Linked DNA regions of Danio rerio: region 1 is linked to region 2. Evidence: chromatin contacts called from public Micro-C data. All regions are on one chromosome and are shown on one strand. The core of a region is the stretch at or near the end of the contact, and the rest is flanking DNA. Distances in the headings are between cores, read along the strand shown.

What was found. Hi-C and Micro-C count contacts between places; a contact is called where the count stands out from the background.
Region 1: a contact with region 2 is called in a Micro-C map of caudal fin, with 2.7 times the contacts expected there. The contact joins the promoter of ctdsp2 here to the enhancer-like site in region 2. A contact is called at or near these places in 2 of 18 Hi-C or Micro-C datasets (caudal fin and embryo).

The regions. Positions count from the first base shown.
Region 1 is chr23:27,622,699-27,626,280 of GRCz12tu, reverse strand. It overlaps ctdsp2 (CTD (carboxy-terminal domain, RNA polymerase II, polypeptide A) small phosphatase 2), which reads left to right and starts at 1,970. Exons shown (of 7, transcript NM_199544.1): 1 at 1,970-2,328. The coding sequence starts at 2,268.
Region 2 is chr23:27,470,999-27,474,913 of GRCz12tu, reverse strand. All of the region lies in intron 15 of atp13a2 (ATPase cation transporting 13A2), which reads left to right. Among named protein-coding and RNA genes, the nearest start is that of atp13a2, 12 kb to the left of the region's middle. Within about 2 kb of position 2,548, at least 3 of the 62 cell types and tissues checked have an H3K27ac peak or open chromatin away from gene starts, as enhancers often do. A contact at or near this core is called in caudal fin, where this site is marked.

The DNA.
Region 1 (3,582 bases), core at 721-3,220, 150 kb before region 2:
AATTCCTAAATGATTACATGTAAATCACATTTCACATTTCTGGGTTTCTCAGCAGCATAAGTATTTTTTTTGCAATCCCATTTGCTGATATAATAAAAGAAAAACACCACGATGGTGTTATAAAGACTTTCAGAGAAAGGGGGAAAATAGTGTGAGACTGATGACAACAAACAAATTTACTCTCAGCCCGATAGATGCTGCATTACAATCGTCTCACATAAGTAGTAATTCGTTTTTTGTAATTTGATACAAAGATGATATATAATACATAAATAAATGCATATAAATCTTCATACATTTTTCAATTTATATATAAAATATGTATCGTTTACGTATTGAGCATTTATGTTTTTTAAATATTAAAATCCTTCAAGGATTCAATTCTTGGTCAAAACTTCTTTACACCACTGCAGAGTTTTTGCCGTTTTTAATGACTATATTTTATATTGTGACATGAAATATTCTTATAAAAGCATTCAAGTTGCAAATGATAACATCGTCAGCATGTTTTGTTCTTTTTAATTATTATTTTGAACTTCAAACACTGAAACATTAAACATTCATCAGACAACATTTTTATTTGCATTCATTTTTTTCAGTAGTTAAAATATGTTTATTTGTTTATTCAAAAGAACTTAAAATGATAATTTAATAACTTTATTGTGCAAAAGTTTATTTATTTTATAAATGTACACACGAACATGTCTTTAATTCATTTTAGCTTTAGATGAAACAAACAAATTACTTTAGGCTGTAATTGATGCAAAAGATTCAATTATTTGCAGAATGACTCAATATTCTTACCAAAGCATTACATTTATGGAAACAGTTTATATTATTTTGTTGATTATTAATTAATTCATGAATTTATTTATTTGTTTTTTGTTTAGTTTAATGACAGAGACATTGAAAAATTTTACATTCTTCAATCAAAATTTACATTTGCATCATTTTTTGCAGAAATACAACATTTTGCACTCAATGATTTAGTATTTCTCTTTGAATAATAATTTTATTAATAGCTTGATTGTGCTCTGGGTTATTTAGGTATAAACAAACAGTAAAGTATCCCTTTAATGAATTTTAGATTAACATTGTTTTTTATTATTATTCTAGCTTTTTTTACATTTTAATTTTGCAATTGTATTTTTTGCAAAAAAAATTGTTATTCTATCATTTATTTTTTATTAACTTATTTATTTTTTTATGTAGAGTACAATTGTCCTTACCATACATTGTTTTTTCACACCTATATTTGATTTGATTACTTTATGCTTGTCTTATGTAAGACCTACTTTGTTTGTATATTTCTTAGGATAAAAAATGCAAATCATTTCTGGGCTATTCAGTTATTTCGGACAGATACTGTTCAATGTATAACCTCAATTAATCCTCACCATCATCATCATCAATGCCGCATTGATGATGAAGACGAAGATCAATAGAAAAACCATTAAACCGTATCTTTCTGATGCTATCAATTCAAGCCCATCACGCGTTTCCTTCACAATTTCCTCCTTATTAAATTAGCATTCCGACAGTGTAATTTAGATTTAACACGACTCCAGCTTCTGACTACTGATTTGCGACAAATCCAGCACTGGAATGTTTTCGGTATGGAGTGTGCAGAACAGAAGAATGCTTCAGCTACTCCCACTTCTAGGAGATCCAATCCGAAACGACCAGCTGTTTCAAGGCGCCCCTCAGAGTCCGTCCAAAGCAAAACAATACACGGAAAAACATAAAAATCGTCGATGTTCGCCTATTTTAGCGTTTTATCTTCTTAAACGGCACATCTGATCGTATTGGTGGTGTCTTTTCCCGAAATACTGTTTTGGAAATAGCCCAGCTACGGGGTTGTTTATCTGTAGTAAGGGGAACTTGAAACCGTCCCTGCCCCATGTCCTCGGTTGTTTTTCTTCTTTCGCCTGGATTCTCCATGTTGTTGGAGAAAAAGTGAGGGCTTTACCTAGACTAGAGGGGGCTATGGATAAATATACAAGCGATAAAGTAAACCGAGACGCGAAGCCTAGAAAATAGCAGATAAGAAAAAACACAACAAAGTGTCATGCCCCTCCCATGTGGAAGAGAATAGAAGGCGGGAATAAATAAATATCAAAATAATTTGTCGCTGTAGGTTTGAGATTGTTTGCGCCAACGGAAATTATTCATTTCAAGCCTCGCTAGCTTTTAATGCCACTAAATGCGGACCGACTGTTTGTCGCTGGAAAAGGTTGGTTGGACGTTGAGGGCTGTGCGTTTGTTAGATGGAAAGTTCTATCATCACTCAAGTGCAGAGAGAGGATACTCGGTTGTCTTCGAAAACAGGTAGGCAAAGCTCTGTCACTTGCTAAACGGCGCTGTCAACTCTTTCTGATCGCGCATTTTCTGTCTGCCATTTTCGCGTCACTCTCTTCGATGTGCGATTCGAACTCGTTCGATGCTCTCGCGGTGACAGTTATTTGTCATATCGTGCTGACTGACATGTCAGTTCTGAGCGGAATTCGTTAAGTTCCGACCGTTGGAACTTAACGAAGAATTTCGCTTCGTATGACGAAATACGCGCTTTCTTTTGTTTGTGGCTTAAATCTGTGCCTAACTTAATTTGTATTATTTACACGCTTTTCCGTTGCAGTCAAGCATTGCTGAATGTTTACGTAATGTGATCAGTTTTAAAAGGATTTCTAAAAGACGACACTGCTTTTCTCTCTGTTAAAATTGTGTTTTTCTATTAATTTGGGAACATTGTGTAATGTGTAATTAATTATGTATTTATTAATTTAAATAATTATATATGTTTAATTATATACTCTAGCTCCTTTACACAATGAATACAATTTGGCACTTGAAAACATACTGTAAGCAATGCTGCGAATATATTTGGTGTTGTTTCCTCATTTGTGAGCGTCTTGGTTAATGTATAATTTAAGCGACATCTTGTTTTAACGTTATGCAGATTGTGATGTAAAACATTTCCTTTTTAATTGACTTAACTTACTTACACTCGCGAATGTCACACTCTAACCGAAGAGAAACTAGGTGAAATATCGAGCTAAAATGTGGAAAAACACGGGCCTAATGGAGAGCGCAAGGTGCCGCGCTGGAATGCACAACACACCCCTCGGCACACGCCCTCCATCTGCCGCGACGAGCTCACGTTTAAACCTCAACGGTTCACGAAGGCCTTTTCTAGACGTTTAACGAGTAAAATGTCGCGCTGTTACGCAGAAAATTGCATAGTAACTATGTTGTAACCCTTTACTTACTACCTGATGGGCCAGTGTGTGTCCTCATGGTGTTTTGGTGTGCAGTTGGGACTGGTGTTTATCGTGTGTTGTAAATATGCGCAGAGCTGCGCGCTTATTATAGAGCTGACGCAAACGCCTTGTAAACACCGGTCCTTCTAGTGTGACTCTACAGCACTGGTGTCAATTAGGCTATTATTACAGATGTTTACGATCTCTGTATTCGTGACTTACGAGCAGCCATAATGTTGGGAAAACAGCCAAGTCGAGTGTGCACAAATTCCTTGAAGACCCCTTGAACTCGCTTCATATTTGCTGGCATGCAGTGCAATGTGTG
Region 2 (3,915 bases), core at 1,299-3,798:
ACACTGGCTCTGTACAGAGACCAAAGTTACTACAGTTTAGCATTTTTTTTTTGAGTTAGGTTTTATTTTTTTAATCGGTGTAAATTTCTGTTTACTTTTAATTAGTTTCATTAAATGGTTTTGTTAGTTTAGGTTTTTATTTTGTACACGTTTCTAATTTGTTTTTATATATTTGGTTTTGGTTTTAGTTTTGCCAATTCTGGTTGAGCAGAGCAGAACAGAACACATCTAGAGCCAACCAAAGCAAAGCTTAATGTTTATACAGCTTACATTACCTCTTGTGCAAACCTCTTTGTAAGAAAGTCAAAATAATATGAAGATTTAAGGCAAACTTCATGTTAACCCTTTAACTGCCCCTCCAAAAAGAAAAAAAAAAGTTTGGATTGCATTTCTTAACTTACACAATCAATGCATTTTTTTCAACACATCCCATCATTTCTAAGATATCAACCTCTACCAAATGGTAGATATGTCGGTTCATGGTAAAAGTACCGTAATTATTACATATACTATGAAAAATCTGAAAAAATGATGTGCAAGACAAATGTATTTAAAAACAAAATCAAAATAAAGCATTTTTGAATACTAAATCATCTTTATTTTTTGAAGTATGCTATAACATATTTTAGATTCTCATTTAACACCTTCTCTTGTTTTTTTTTTGTTTTTTTTACAATAAAACCAAAATGAAGTGTAGTATTGCAAAAGGATTATGTTTGTTTGATTTTATTTATTATTATTATTTTTCTAAAGCAACAATGCTGTGTGTGTAAACCATTATTAAAACAGTCAAAATATGGTCAACCATTTGGTAGGCCATGTGTAGTTAAACATGCCTAGTTTACTTTTTTTGTGCAATTTCAGTTAAAGAAAATGTTTTCAGACCAATAGTTTAAATTTTTGATTACTAATAAACTTAACATAGACATAAAGGAGTTGTTTAAAGCAGACAAGTCAAGATAGTTGTGTTTGTCAGCAGACTTTTTAACATAAGGCTACATTCACACTTTATGCACATGTGGCCCAAATCAGATTTCTTTGCCCTTTTTTTATGTGACTCTGATTTTTTATTGCCTTGACAGTGTAAGCAGTCAGATTTTTTTCAAATCCCAATTTGTGGCGCTATTATATGTGGCATAAAATTTGATACATTTTTGATGTTTTGCAGTGCCACTGAAGTGTGAACAGTTCTGTCAGCATTCATGTGACTCTTACATCATTTTCGATCAACACTGGCACTTACTACAAAATTTCCTCCTTTTCAGTGACTGCTCATTACCCCTTGATGAGTTCACTACACCAAAATGATCAGTGTTGTTCTCTGGAGTGTACGATTATATTGGCATGATTTGAATGTTCAGTGCAGTGGTTAATCAGCTACTAAACTTAAATCTGCTTTCCCGTGAAGGCTGGTAGTGAGCCAGAGAAACTTATCAGTGTTTTTTTTTCACATAACACCTATTTTAGGTTTCAGATATTAAAAATCCACATTAGTGGCCATTAGGAGCCTTGCGGTTAGCATGGTGACTAAGGTGCTTGAGGCGAATTGCTGACTTGAGGTCTTTTGCCGATACTGTTCCCTGTTTGCCGCCTACACTATCTACTGTCCTGTCAAAAGTTAAGGGTATTGACCTTATTCTTCAATGCGGAAGTGTGCTCGTTTTTGCGATTGTTTTAGAACTTCCGATTCAGCTGCCTATGGGAGAAATGACTAGGAATAATAAGCGTCAGAAAATGGTCAAATTACTTGCTCTACAAACAAGTGTTTGCATGACTATACAGACAAAGTAGAATAATATAATAAGAAAATATCAGTTTGCAACACCAAGCAGCAAAACGAGCTGTTTTTAACATCTAAAAATGAATGTCCTCTGGTATATGGAGAATAAGGTGAATAAAAAACCTAAAATGTATATTTTTAAAAATGCACATTAGTACATTAGTAAAAACGGCAATAATAGTCATATTAATCATATTCTGACTATGATCCATATACACATCAAACAGTATGTGATGCTTTTGACAGCATGTGATGCTTCAAATGAGCAGGTTTAGTGCTTGATTAAATAAATGATATATGTTCATAATGAAGAAGATTTGAGATTTCCGGAATGACAAAGGTCTTTAATTCCAATGATCAAGGCCATTTTTTTTCTCACGCCAGTGACCCCTGAATTTACTGGATTTGGTTGGGCCTGTTAGCTGTTCAACATACAGGGCCATTGTGCTTTGGGAATCCCTAGTTCAAGTCCTGGCTTGTAGACCTTTTCCGATGTCATTACCCTCCTCTCTTTCTCTTACTTTTCTTCCTGTCAAATAATAAATACAATCCTGTCTTAATACACCCGAAAAACGTATTAAAAAACACAGTAGAGACACAGACAGATTGTGAAATTAAAAAACGAACAAGTGCTACTGCCGTTTTAAACATTTCCCTAATCTTATAATTGGCTTCAGGATGTTAAAATAAACTTTGTTTTATTACTCAGTCCATAGTGTCTGTTTGTGTAGCGATTACGTCATCAGTGCTTCAGGTTACACCAGTAAAGATCATATTTCTTTTATAGCCAGCTTGAGACCACTCCCCATGCCAGATCTGCTGGCTGTAGGACATTTACGCTTAAATTAGTTAGTGTGGATACATTTATTGACAAGATTATATTTTAAATATATATTTTAATATAGGGCAACACTGTGGCTCAGTGATTAACACTGTCACCTCACAGCGCGACGGTCGCTGGTTTGAGTCTTAACTGAGTCAGTTGGCATTTCTGTGTGGAGTTTGCATGTTCTCCCTGTGATCGCGTGGGTTTCCTCCGGGTGCTCTGGTTTCCCCCACAGTTCAAAGACATGCGGTACAGGTGAATTGAATAAACTAAATTGACCGTAGTGTATGAATGTGAATGATTGTTTATGGATGTTTCCCAGTACTGGGTTTCAGCTGAAAGGGCATCCGCTATGTAAAACATATGCTGGATAAGTCTGCGGTTCATTCTGCAATCGTGACCCCTAATGAATAAAGTGACTAAGCTGAAGGAAAATAGAATTAATGAATTTTAATATAGTATATGTAAATTTAGCATATTAATTGCAGTCGTTTTTATTGAAGTGAAAGTAAGCTTTTACAGTCAAGTTATATCTTGGATAGTTGAATTATACTTTACACTTGGAACAAGATAAATGCTGTTTGATGCACAAAATTGAAGTATTTAACAAAATCTGGCACCCTTTCTTGGTGTCTTAATGGAAACACTATGGGATAATGTATCATTTTTTGTGCATTGTAAAATAAGTCTTTATCATACGTTTTATTTTATTGTAAATGGGTCTGGTAGGGAATGATTGGTGATGTAGGTTTTTTATTATAATTTTTTTGTCTTTTGTCTATAATTTTTATTTTGATTGCTTTTCCTGTATTCGTATAGTTAGGACAATCGGAATTATTAGACCCTTTAAGCTATATATTTTTTTGATAGTCAACAGAACAAACCATCATTATTCAATAACTTGCCTAATTACCCTAACCTGCCCAATTAACCTAGTTAAGCTTGTGTCAAAATTATTAGCACCCCTTCATTTTTTTATTTTTTTTTAAATATTTCCCAAATATTGTTTAACAGAGCAAGCAAATTTTTTTTTCTGATAATATTTTTTTCTCCTGGAGAAAGTCTTATTTGTTTTATTTTGGCTAGAATAAAAACAGTTTTAATTTTTAAGGACAAAATTATTAGCCTCTTTAAGCTATATTCTTTTGGATAGTCTACAAACCATGATTATACAATAACTTGCCTAATAATGTAGTTAAGCCTTTAAATGTCACTTTAAGCTGTATAGAAGTGTCCTGAAAAATATTTAGTAAAATATTATTTACTGTCATTGTGACAAAGATAAAATAAATCAGTTATTAGAAATGAG